2 separate regions of the Capra hircus genome follow, and region 2 is linked to region 1. The links are chromatin contacts, called in public Hi-C maps. All regions are on one chromosome and are shown on one strand. Each heading gives the region's core, a stretch centred on a gene start, on an enhancer-like site or on the middle of the called end of the contact. The rest is flanking DNA. Distances are from core to core; before and after follow the strand shown. Region 1 overlaps SAE1 (SUMO-activating enzyme subunit 1). Region 2 holds the start of CCDC9 (coiled-coil domain-containing protein 9).

What was found. A called contact is a pair of places that touch in the nucleus more often than the background predicts.
Region 2: a Hi-C map of blood shows a contact between it and region 1, with 3 times the contacts expected there. The contact joins the promoter of CCDC9 here to the enhancer-like site in region 1. A contact is called at or near these places in 3 of 5 Hi-C or Micro-C datasets (blood and liver).

Annotation. Positions count from the first base shown.
Region 1 is chr18:55,225,333-55,231,887 of ARS1.2, reverse strand. SAE1 (SUMO-activating enzyme subunit 1) reads right to left here. Exons shown (of 7, transcript XM_018062665.1): 5 at 6,296-6,395. Among named protein-coding and RNA genes, the nearest start is that of SAE1, 24 kb to the right of the region's middle. Within about 2 kb of position 3,242, at least 2 of the 5 cell types and tissues checked have an H3K27ac peak or open chromatin away from gene starts, as enhancers often do.
Region 2 is chr18:55,297,639-55,304,193 of ARS1.2, reverse strand. It overlaps CCDC9 (coiled-coil domain-containing protein 9), which reads right to left and starts at 3,299. Exons shown (of 12, transcript XM_018062666.1): 1 at 3,192-3,299; 2 at 1,552-1,625; 3 at 1,320-1,424. The coding sequence starts at 1,554.

The sequences.
Region 1 (6,555 bases), core at 1,993-4,492:
GGAGGAAATGGCAACCCACTCCAGTATTCTTGCCTGGAGAATCCCGTGGACAGGGGAGCCTGGCAGACTACAGTCCATGGGGTCTCAAAGAGCTGGACATGACTTAGCAACTACACAGATATAGGAGAGACAGAAGTGTGATGGGACAAATTATGTGTATAGGATTAAGAGATGAAAAACTCCTATTTATAAAACAGCAGCAAGTTTATATTGTATCAGATAAAGAATTACAGCCATTATTGTATAATAACATTTGGTAGAGTATAATATGTAAAATACTGAATCACTGTGCTGTACACCTGATAGTATAATATTGTAAATCTACTGCAATTAAGAATAAAAAACTAAAAAAATAAAAGGTGAATTTCCCACAGAGAATTGTTAAGATTGTATTTTCTGGATGGTACAAGCCACCAGACATTTAATAAAGGGAGTATCTATGAACAACAAGAACAAAAAAGCATGTGAAACCAATTTTTAAGAAATTAAAAAGCACGCCAAACAATTCTGTATTGCTTGGAAACATAGTCGAGCAGGAAGAAGAAATGCATGGGAATGAGAAACATGACTGAGGACAGTGGTTACTCATGTGGGCGAGGGGCATCCAAGTGGCCGCAACCACCCAATAGTGTTTTCTGCTTTAAACTGGGTGGTGGTTTCATGGTGGTTTCTCTCTACATTCTTAATTTCTACCCTACAACATCACCTAGTAAGCATTATTCCATTGTTGAGATTACAAACACATGATGAAAACACCATGCCAAGCCGGCCTATATCCACTCTCTGGACACCTTAGTAAATCCTCAAAAGTGTGCCAGCAGACCTGAGGAGACAGAGAAAGAACACGCAGATCGGTGCAAGCGTCCTGGAGACCTTCCGCTTATTAAGGTGGACAGTGTTTGCTTGAGTGTTGTGTTTTATGACTTGCACTGATGTCACATGATTTTTGTGTCTCAAATATCACACACACACACTGTGCTGTGATGCTGGCAGGGACTTCTATTCCTCATCCATAGAACCGAGAAACTTCTCTCCGATGAGACAAGGCACCAGCAGCACCCGCTCCAAAACTCTTCTACCTGGGAAACCTGCCATCAGCTTCCCACCAAGTCCTCTGCAATGTACACCCTGCCCCCTCCCTGCCTGCCCCCAACCACAAACATACCAAGTCACTCTGACAGGGAGTTTTGAACCTCTCTGGCCTGCAGGTTCTGGTCCAGGCAACAACTCAATAACAGACTTCTACACATTCTTCACCAAGAACCTCATCTTCTTTAAAAGTCTGTTCTCAGCTCAGTTCAAATAAGCTCAACTATGAGAACTAACATACTATAACACTAATCAATTTATTCAATCACAAAGAAAGTTAAATCCTTTCTAACTGATGAACAAATCCTTTTTACAACAACAATAATCTCCCAAGTTGGGTCATCTTATGCTTCCTGTACACTGAACACACATGTCCTGAACACGCATGTGTGGGCACTGCACTAGGAACACAGCTGGGAACCAAACTCCCCAGCCCAGGTTGAATGGAGTTTGCGTGAACGAGGGAGGCACTGCCAAGTCATCTGAGGGGCAACGGGTGCTGCCATCAACGTGCCAGAGGAGAGGTGGAGCCACTAGCCAGCCACCAGGAATGTTGCTGTAAAGATGGGGCTGAGAGGAGGATGCGAGTTGTCAACAAATAAATGGCTCATAAAGGAGAAATCAAAGCAATGAATCACTCTTCAACTGTGGAATTTCACAACTAATTCATGAAAAAGGGACTTCCAGGGCCAAAATTAGTCACCCACTACTTCAGAAGGGGTAAAATTAAGTCTATTTCTTAGCATGTCAGAAGCAAATCTTTATGTTTAATCTTTAAAAAGCTATCACAGAGAGTATCCACCCCCAAGAATCTATCCACTCCTGTCCGGCAGCCCCCTAACAATAAAGAAACATGGGCAGCAACATGGGAGCACACTGGTGGTCATTCATCCTGAAAGTTTTCAGAAGTGACCCTGATTTTCACACACTTCAGCCTGGCATCCTCACCCAACTTCAAGTCATCCTGGAAACTCCAAGGGGCTGCGCCTTGTGGTGATAAAGCGCCCCTGCACCCTCGGCCACCCCCCGTGTTCTCCCCTCCCTGTGTCAGCCTCTCAGTCATGTCTGACTCATTGTGACCCCATGGACTGTAGCCGCCAGGCTCCTCTGTCTATGGGAGTCTCCAGGCAAGAATACTGGAGTGAGTTGCCATTCCCTTCTCCAGGGGGTCTTGACCCAGGAATCGAACTCAGGTCTCCTGCAGTGTAGGCAGATTCTTTACCATCTGAGCCACCAGGGAAGCCCACCCAGTCCTTCCTCTGACACAGCTGTGTGATCTCAGGCAGGTCCCTTAACTTCTCTGGGCTTCAGGGTCTGCTGTAAATGGAGATAAGACAACTAACGTACTTCCCTGCACCCGATGCAGTGCCTTGTACACAGTAGGCATTTTGTAACTCACAGATACAGAAAGAACTGGCTGTTTGGAGCCAGGGAAGTCAGAGTCGTTCTGTCTCAACATCTGAGCTTTTTCTTGACCCTGTTTCCTGTGACTGGCTGCTGATCCTGGCTTGGGTGCTTGCAAGACTGTTCTTCACATTTCAACTCTGACAACTCTTCCTCAGGGAAACCTTTCCAGACACTTCCTCGTCATAAAACCGCTGCCATCTCCTTTACGTGCTGTATATGGTACCCACTTCACGCCTGTGCCCAAGACCTGTTTCTGGGGAAATCTCTCTGATGACTCCTCCTGGGCACCAAAGGAAGCACACAGTGTCCTGAGCACCAGTCTCTGGGCTGGGCATCTGCCCGCCACTGTAGTTCTCACCTTCGCACAGGTGCTAGAAAGGCCTGGCCAAGCATCTTCCTAGACGGTGTGAAAACCACAGCTCTGTTTTTCCTCTTTGTTTTTTAACGTTTCTAATTTCGGAGCACAATGTGTACCTTCAAGCACAAGTGGGTGTACAACATAGGGTTGAACCTAAGGAAAGGGGGGAGGGGAAGGGAACCCTCACCAGAAGCCTTTCACAGGAAACAGGAAGTGGCTGCTTCCCCACCCCCATCCTGCAAGGCTGAGCATAGCCCAACTAGTTGAAAGGGCAGAATCTAAACCCAGGGATTTTTGAATTGGAGGAAAACTTCGGAACTGTGGAGCAGTCACTGACAAAATGGAGACAGCACATTCTCGCAAGGTGGCCGAGCCCCAGCCTGGCCCCAGCCTTCTGCAGCTCCCGGGGCAGCCACACAAAGACAAGGTTTGGAATCCCGGAGATTGTCATGAGGAATGCCCTGCATGCCTCACGACCTTCACGGCTCAGGGCTGGAATCCAAGCCTGAATTGTCCCCGTGAAACAGCTGACTAACAATGTCAGCTGGGGAATATTTTGATACCTTCAAATTGGGCCCTGTGGAGGAAGAGGCTACACAAAGAGCTGTGTGCCTGAAGAGCCCGCAGAATGGTACGCAGAGGCCACCCAGGGCCTGCCAGGCTGCCCACATTCTCCTCATAGCTCGCTAAAGTGGCTCCCAAAAGAGGTTTCCAGATTCGCCCCAGTGGGCACCAGCAGACTGACTCCCAGGAAACTTCCCGCTGTGCAGGGCTCACAAAGCTAGGGCTCTCTCTATTTGAATGTGAAAGGCCCGCCTCAATCAGAGAAGGCCCTTAAGCCATAAAACCCTTCACACCAAGGCCAAGTGTCACACTTGTAAGAGGGTGTGATTTATAAATTGACAGCACCCACAAAGCTGCTTTTGTCCTCCTCCCTTAGTTAACAATTTATCTCCCCCAACCAAACTCACGGAGCCATTCAGATAAAGCTTGACTGGGCCTCAAGAAGAAAGAAAGAAAGGAAGAAAGAAAAAGACGCAAGTTTTGGCCAAAACACTAATGTTCGCTCTGGATAATTATGGTCCTGTGAATAGACACTAAAATTAGGGCTTAATAATTCCTCTGTATCGCACTCACAGCATCGAACTATTCCAACACAAACATAAAAAGCAAGAGAAAGAAAATCTCCAATGCAGCCTTGCTGGAAACTCAAGAGTTCCACTTCTGTGGTTTTCTGCAGTCTCTTTTGTGGTTTCTGCACTCTTAGAATCCCCCCTTTAGAGCAATTTTAACTCAACGCCCTGACCAGCTGTTTTTTTTTTCTCAACGTTTAAATCTACAAAGTAAAGAGTAAACATGGGCTTGGCCATGTCTTTCCTCTTGGTTTAACAAAACCAATTCTGGCCACTTGGATTTGTTTTCCTCATCGCATGAATTCCCTTCTCAAATTCCAACACTAGCTATGAAACCATCATCTATCTACTGATTCCCGTTCCACTCTTTCTTATATAAAATGAATTATGGTACCAATCCTAACATAAACTACGTTAAAAAAAAAAATATATATATATATATATATACACCTGAGAACACTTGTCAATATCAAGACCTTTCTTCTTAAAAGGTTATTTGGTGGGGAAAAAAACAAAAACTTTATTTTAAAAAGGCAATAAGCAATTCAAGTTTAAACTGTCTCCCTGCCCATTAAGGAGCCTACTAAATTGTCTACCAATTTGAAAACAAAAAAATCTGTACAAGAGTAATGGCTTGTGCTCAACAACAGTCTTCTTTATGCTACTCCATACACCAAAGGTTCAAACTGCTGGCCCACAGAGCAGGTAAGTAAGGAGGGCACACATTCTCTTTAGTCTCTACACGGTGCAAGGGAACAGCGTGCAAAAAGGCTGCTGGCATTAACAAGTCTGGGACAGAGCATATGAAAAAAATCTACATTTCTCACTCTCTTGAAAAATCACATCTGGGCATCACTAGGTTCACATTTTCTCCAGAAAAACATCTACTTCTTCTTCATTGACTATACTAAACCCTTTGATTGTGTAGATCACAACGAACTGTGGAAAATTCTTAAAGAGATGGCAATACCAGGCCACCTTACCTGACCCTGAGAGAAGCAACAACTAGAACCAGACATGGAACAACAGATTGGCTCCAAATTGGGAAAGGAGTACGTCAAGGCTGTATATTGTCACCCTGCTTATTTAGCTGATATGCAGAGTACACCATGTGAAATACCAGGCTGGATGACTCACAAGCTGGAATCAAGATTGCCAGGAGAAATATGAACAGCCTCAATTATGTAGATGATACCACTCTAATGGCAGAAAGCGAAGAGGAACTAAAGAGCCTCTTGAGACTGAAAGAGGAGAGTGACAAAGCTGGCTTAAAACTCAACATTCAATGAACTAGATCATGGCATCTGGTCCCATCACTTCAAGGCAAATAGATGGGGAAAAAGCAGCAACAGTGACAGATTTTAATTTCTTGGGCTCCAAAATCACTACAGACAATGATGGCAGCCATGAAATTAAAAGATGCTTGCTCCTTGGAAGAAAAGTTATGACCAACCCAGACAGCATATTAAAAATCAGAGACATCACTTTGTCTACAAAGGTCCATATAGCCAAAGCTACGGTTTCTCCAACAGTCATGTAGAGTTTGACTACAGAGAAGGTTGAGCACAAAAGAACTGATGCTTTCAAACTGTGGTGTTAGGGAAGACTCTTGAGAGTCGCTTGGACTGCAAGATCAAACCAGTCAATCCTAAAGGAAATCAACCCTGAGCATTCACTGGAAGGACTGATGCTGAAGCTCCAATAATTTGGCCACCTGATGTGAAGAGCTGACTCACTGGAGAAGACCCTGATGCTGAGAAAGATTGAGGGCAGAAGAGGGCCACAGAGGATGAGATGGTTGAATGCCATCACCAACTCAATGGACATGAGCCTGGGAAAACTCAGAGATAGTGAAGGACAGGGAAGCCTGGTGTGCTGCAGTCCATGTGGTCGCAAAGACTCAGACATGACTTAGCTACTGAACACGCAACCTCATGGTAACAGCTAGCTAGCACTAAGCATATCTGCCCCCCTTTAAAGGGGATAAGCGCTGGTCCACTCTGTCCAGACTCCTCCCTTCAGGACTACATGTTTCCTTTCCTGGTTATGGCCTGGAGCCTACAGGATCCTAGGGCTTTTTGACTTAACACTCCCCACCTCACCATCCATTCTTGCCTGGGAAATCCCATGGACAGAGGAGCCTGGCAGGCTACACAGTCCATGGGGTTACAAAAGAATCAGATATGACTTAGCAACTAAAACAAGTATGAATTCTCAACTAAAACAACAACAACAACACAATTACACAGCTGCTTTACAATGTTGTGTGTCTACTGTACAGCAAAGTGAATCAGCTACATCAACATACCTTCTTGACCATGGTCGTCTCAGATGAATCAAGCTTGGCTCTCTTGGTATCAGGTCCATCTTCTACTCCTTGACTAACTTTGGCAACTTTGGTTTTCTCCCTAGAGGATGAGAAGTGGGAGAATCGAGTTTTACTCTGTGAATTATGCCAGGAGAACAAAAAGAGCATCACCAGCTCACTGCATGGAATGGATGGTGGTTAAGAGCCACATCTCACACTGATCTGGTCTCAAATCCCAGCCCAGGTGCTAAGACCACCTG
Region 2 (6,555 bases), core at 2,050-4,549, 72 kb before region 1:
AGGAAGGCCTTCCCTGACCAGCTCGCCTGCCACTCTCCACGCACCACCCCACCCTCCCCCCGCCCCTTCCACAACAGGATATTATGTCTATTTTGCTTCTTATCTGGTTCCTCCCCATAACACAGTCTACTCTGGGTCAGGGATATCTGTCTGCTTTGTTCACTGATATATATCCCAAGCCTGGAACACTGCCTGGCACACAACAGAGGCTCAACATCCTTTTTTTTTTTTTTAAATGAATGAATTCATGAAGAATGAACAGATGAAACCTACTCCTCCTCCTATCTCAGGGACAGCCCCAACACCTACTCTGGCACCTGTGACAGGGACCTGGGCCTCATCCTGGATCCTCTCCTCACCTCCTGCCACCGCCCATCAGTCACTGAGTCCCTCCCAACAGCCCTGTCCCAGGCCAGGCACCTCCTCTCCCTACGGCCCCCCACCCCTCGCCCCCTGCGAAGTCCCTGCCCCAGTATCCTGTCTCCAGTGTCCTCTCCTCCCATCTTCCACCACACAGCAACCAAAGGAGTCGTCCTACAAACCTATCCTGACCTGGCCCCACTTCCACTCAAAGCCCTCGATGGCTCCCCAGTGTCCTTAGGGAAAAGTCCAAACTCTTAGCCTTATGGCCTGCACGGCCAGGCCCCAGCGGGTCTCTGCAGGTCAATATCCTCCATCTGACCCTCCAACTTTAAGCTCCAAGTTTCTGCACAAACTGTCCCCTCTGTGCGGAGTGTTCTGCTCTCCTTTTCAGCTAGCTGGGACTTCCCTGCTGGTCTAGTGGTTAGGAGCCCCTGCTCCACTTCCATGGGCCTGGGTTCAGTCCCTAGTCAGGGAACTAAGACCCCCACAAGACATGCGGTGCAGCAAAAAAAAAAAGACCGGCTAACATCTACTCACCTTTCGAGTCTCAGAATCCCCTCCTCCAGGAAGTCCTCCTTAATATCCCCCAGGCTGGGTGAAGAGCCCCACCTGGGCTCTCACAGAACCCTGAGCTCCTCCATCCCAGGCTGGCCCACTTGCTCATCACTGACTGAAGCCATGGCTGGGCCCCTACTGGCCTGTGAGCCCTGGAAAGGCAGGCCCGGGGTCCCCTCCATCACCGCTGCCGCCCCAGTGCCACTAAGCAATGGGCCCTGATGAATACTTGTGAAGAACAAACCAATGATGGAATGAAAGGAGGAATCCCAGGCTAAGACCCTCGGCTTTTACCCTGACAGTGATGAGGAGTCATGAAAAGGTTTTAAGGAAGGAGAGGTGAGGGAAACTCACTGCGGGGAGGAGAGGGGATGGGGTCTCCCAGGGTGGGGCTAGGGCACCTGGTAGCGCCGGATGAGGGCCTCATTCTTCCGCCGAAGAGCCTCGATCCTCTTGTCCAGCTCAGCATCCTTCTCCTCCTTCGATTTCAGATCCAGTGTGGCTGACTGAGAGGGGCGGACAGTTAAGAGGCTGGAAACCTCTACCTGCCCCAGGGTCTGCGGGCCGAGAACCTCTCCTCCCAAGCCCCCTGCCCCAAAGCTCAGATCTCAAAGACCCCACTTTTCTTCTCACCATTCCACTGGCAGAGTGGGGCCTCGGTCCCAGCAAACCTCCCCTGCAGAATCTGGACACAGCACTGGGGGCTCCTGAGGGCAGAGGGAACAGAAGCACTAAGGCCAATGGCGCCACTCAATCTGTCTCTTCCTGTTCCAGACTGGGGGCTCCTCAAACGTGCACACACACCCCTTCACTCCAACACACACACACACACACACACACACACACACTCACTCCAAAGGAATTCTCGCCCAGTCTCTCTTCTTGAAGCCCCTCTTCTAGTCCACCCCCTACCAAGAAAAGTTTAGACTCAGTACTCTCAAGAGGGTTTTGGACCCATCTATTCTTCTGTAAACAATGTAGTCACACACACCCTGGGAAAGTTCTGGGCCCGCCCCACCACTTAGGGAAACACCCCACACTGCTCCCTTTAAAATGAAAATCCTAGTTCAGTCTCCACACCCCTGTGCTGGGAGTTTAAAACCCAGGCCTCTACCCCAAGAGAACTTTAGGATGAGCCTCTCCCACGACCTGCGCAATAAAGTCCGACTCCCCCTGCTCAATCTGGTGCTGCTTACATCCCGTTTAATAATCTACACCTAACACTTCCCCAGGAATTTCAGCGACGTCTTATAACCCAACACTCAAAAAATAGTCCGAGCCCCATTCCTATTCGTTGCCCCTACCCTCAGGGATATTAAAGCCCCGCCCCCAGCACCCCAACAAAGATTCCTCCAACAGACCCAGGCTTCCCGGGTCTGGTTTGGCCTCCTGGGTGAAGAGCCTCCCCGCCCAGGCGCAGACAAAACCGCCCCGCCCTCACGCGGCTTTCTAGGGAAAGGCTCCAGCCTCCACCCGGTCCGGAACGCCACAGCCCAGCCCCGAAGAGAGGCAAACTTTCCGGCCCCGCCTTTCCCGCCAAACCTCTGACCCCGCCCACACGCGCGTCACTAACCCCACCCCCTTCCGGCGTCCGACGGCCCCGGCCAACTTCCTGGCCCCGCCCACAGGAGCCCCAGGCAGCAGCCTAAGCCCGCCCCCTCCTCCTCGCCTTCTGGCACCGGTCCCGCCCCCGGCTCACCAGCCAACACTTTGGCCCCGCCTCCGATTTGCTAAGCCCAGCCTCTGGTCACGCCCCTGGCTCCGCCCCCGCCCCGCCCGTCAGTGTCTGGTCCCGTACCTAGAGCCCCTAAATTCTGGTTTAGCGGCCCGATTCCTGCGAAACTTTTTGGCTCCGCCCTACCGGCGCCTGGCCCCGCCCCGACCCTCAGGTCAGCCCCTGGCCCCGCCCCTGACTTCCTGGACCCACTTCCAGGACACGCGAAACTTTCCGGCCCCGCCCCTAGTCCTCAGGGTAATATTTGGCCCCGCCCCCAGCCCCAGCATAACTTTTTTCGGGCCCTCCCCAGCTGCCCACCAAAGCTCCGGATGCGTCCGGAGCCCGGCCCACCCAGGCCCTGCCCCGCCGACGGCCCGCCCCCTCAGCACCCTTCTAGCTTCCCATGTGGGCGTCCAGTCCCCGCCCCCCGCGGAGTACTCTGACCCCGCCCCCGCGGGCGGCGGGCTACCCTGCCAGCGCCGGCGCCCGCTCCCCCCACGTGGGGCGTCAGGCCCCGCCCTCTCCGGGCGCGCTCCCGGCCCCCTCCCCCGGTCACCTGTCCCGGAGACCCCGCGGCGTCCGCGACTCCGGCTCCGTCGGCCTCCGCGTCTGCAGCTCCCGGGCCACGCGCGTCACTTCCGGCCTGCACCACGTGAAGAAGGGAACTAAAGCGGGTTACTTCCGGTCTTGCAGGCCTGTTTCCGGGAACCTTAAAGGCGCGGCGCTCCTCCCCGCCAACACCCCCATCCTCCCAACCCCCCACGCCGGGTGGAGGCGGGAGTGGGTTGAGCGGGCGCACGGAGTGTTCTGCAAGCTTGTTCTACTGTCATCTACCTGAATGACCTCCTTCCAGGGAAAGGAAACACCATCCTCTCTCTGGTCTCCATTTGCGTCTCCTCTTTCCTGGTTCCTACAAGTAGGTGCCGGGCGCTGGACTGACTCTTGGAAGCCTGACCTGCCAGCTTGTGCTGGGAGGTGGGCGGGAGTCCCCCACCCTCCTGCCAGTGAAACTTTATAGTTAGTTGTAGGAGCTCACAGTTTTCAATGGAAAGAATCTCTTCTTCCTCTGAATCAGCATTGAGTGCCAGCTCTGTTCTGGGGGGATAGGGAAGTGGGGGTTAAGGTGATGAACAAGGCAGACCGCATCCCTGGACTCTTGAGGGAAGGCACAAGTACATGTGAAATGACAGAAAACAGAACTGTGGGGATTCTTGTGAGAGAGATGAGGCTAGACTGAGAGGGGGTGGCTGTCCAGGCAGGTGACACAGCCTGTGCAAAGGCCCTGTGGTGAGTGAACTGGTGCTTCTAGGGAACTGGAAGATGCTCAGAGGAGGATCTACTGGGTTTTCTACAGAGTCAAGAGGGTTACATACATTAAACAAAGCTTAGACATAATTTACCTATTGTTACAAGTGACGATAAATGCTATGGAACACCCTTACAGGAGGTGATGACAGTTGTAAGTGAGCAGACCAGATTTCCTGAGATTGCTGATGAATTTAGTTTGTGGTCTAAAACATGGGAAGGGAAAATACCTGGCAATGCACTGCCCCTATATGGTTATCATTAACAGCCTTTCAGAGACCTTCTCTACACATACAATTTAATTCTCTTAAAATCCCCCAAGAATTCCCTGGTGGGCCAGTGGGTAGGGCTGGGTGCTTTCACAGATGGGGCCCACGTTCAATCTCTGATCAGAAACTAAGATCCCACAAGCCTCAAGGCACAGACACAGAAATAAATAGATAAGTAAAAATTTTTCAAATGCCTACCAAAATCACTGCATCACCGGCTTCAATCATGTATTCAGTTTTGCCTCTTTGAGGTCTTCCTTGAAACCACTCGTTTGAAAATTTCGAAACCTCCCATGCTTTTCTCTTTCAGTTTTATGTCTCCATCTTACTGTTTACCCTCTAAACTACCGTGTTTCACTTTATTCTCTTGCTGTTCGGCCTCTTAAGTCATGTCCGACTCTTCAACTCCGTGGACTGCAGCACTCCAGGCTTCCCTGTCCTTCACTGTCTCCTGGAGTTTGCTGAAACTCATATCTGTTGAATCACTGATGCCATCCAACCATCTCATCCTCTGTCACCTTCTTCTCCTTCTGCCTCCAATCTTTCCCAGCATCAGGGTTTTTTTTCCAGTGAGTCAGTTCCTTGCATCAGGTGGCCAAAGAGTTGGCGCTTCAGCTTCAGCATCAATCCTTCCAGTGAATACTGAAGGTTGATTTCCTGTAGGATTGACTGTTTACTGACTTTTTCTCAACTATATTGTCTGTGTTATGTCCGCAGTACCTCCAACAGTGCGTCATACATAAGAGTCCCTCAAAACCTATTTGTTTAATGAATGAGTTTTTTTGGCAGGGGGTTGGAATTTAGGTCCCCGACCAGGAACTGAACCCTACCCTTGGCAGTGAGATCGAGGAGTCCTCACCACTGGACCACCAGGGAAGTCCCTGACTGAATCTTGGCTAGTACTATTATTTTCTTCCTTGTTTGTGAAACAAAATGTATGCCCTGAAATTCTATACCTTGAAGTTAGCCCATGGATGGTTGATTAGCTTTTAAACTGCCACGTGAAATTCTCTCCTACAGATGAGCCATAATTTAGTCCAACTGGTCTCGTGGATATTCAAGTTGTTTCCAACTGGGGAGGTTGCCAGCGATGCAGCATTGAATTTCTATAGGCGCATAGCTTGATGACTGCATGATCTGTGATCTTGTTCACAAAAGGGCTCCTAATGTCATGATTAAGGCTGTTGACTCTGAAGCCAGAAGATCTGGCTTTGAATCCTGGCTCTGTCATTTACCAACTGTGTGATCTTGGGCAACACGCATAGGAAACTTCTCTGGCCTTCATCTTCTCCATCTGTAAACGGAGATCATAACACCATCCTACTGTTTGTTGCACAGAATTCAATGGATTCATGAATTAATAGACACCCAGTGCTTGGCCTGAAATATTGTAAGTTCTCAATAAATGGAAACCATTCTTCTGTCTTCTAGGAAAGCAGATTGCTGAATCACAGGTTAATTCCCATTTTTATTTTCCAGGGGAAAAAAAGAATGAAGAGAGGTGGACCCAGGGTATGTAGAACCTGAAGTTTATACCAGTTGAAAACCCTCCTGAAAAAAAGAGTGGGAAATTCCCTGGTGGTCCAGTGGTTAGGGCTTGGCGCTTTCACTGCTGGGGGCAGGGTTCAATCCCTGGTCAGCGAATTAAGATCCCACAGCCTTTAAAAAAATGTACAAGACTGCAAGGGCACCTCCCAGGGTGTTGGGCAAAGCTGTGGAAATAGGGGGACCCAGAGGGTTGCACTTCCTCTGTTTCACAGGAAAGCTACTTCTGATGGTGGCTGCTCAGGAAAGACCTAGTGCTCACTTCCACTTTTCCAGGCAGGACAGTGTTGCAGGTCCCCTGGCAGCCTCACGGACAGGGGTATTCTCCGTCTTTGATCTTTGCCAATATCACAGCCAAAGAGTCTGTCTCAGTGTAGTTTGAGTGGCCACTCTCTGATTAAAAAGTGAGACTTCAGGCTTCCTTGGTGGCTCCATGATAACGAATCCACCTGCCTGTGCCGGACACACAGGTTGGATCCCTGATCCCGGAAGATCCCACACGCCGCCGAGCAACTAAGACCGTGGACCACAGCTACTGAAGCCCACGCGCCCTACAGCCCGTGCTCCGCAACAAGAGCAGCCACTGCGATGAGAAGCCCGCACGCCGCAACTAGAGGGTAGCCCCCGCGCGCCGCAACTGAAGCAAAGCCCACACAGCGATGAGGTCCCAGCCCAGCCAAAAATTAATTATTTTTAAAAAGGGAAACTGAGCACTTTTGGTATGTCTACTGGGGATGAGAAGGTGAGATAGCAGAGTGAGCCAGACCTCGAGAATCCCTCCTTGAGACGCTCAGCATCTTC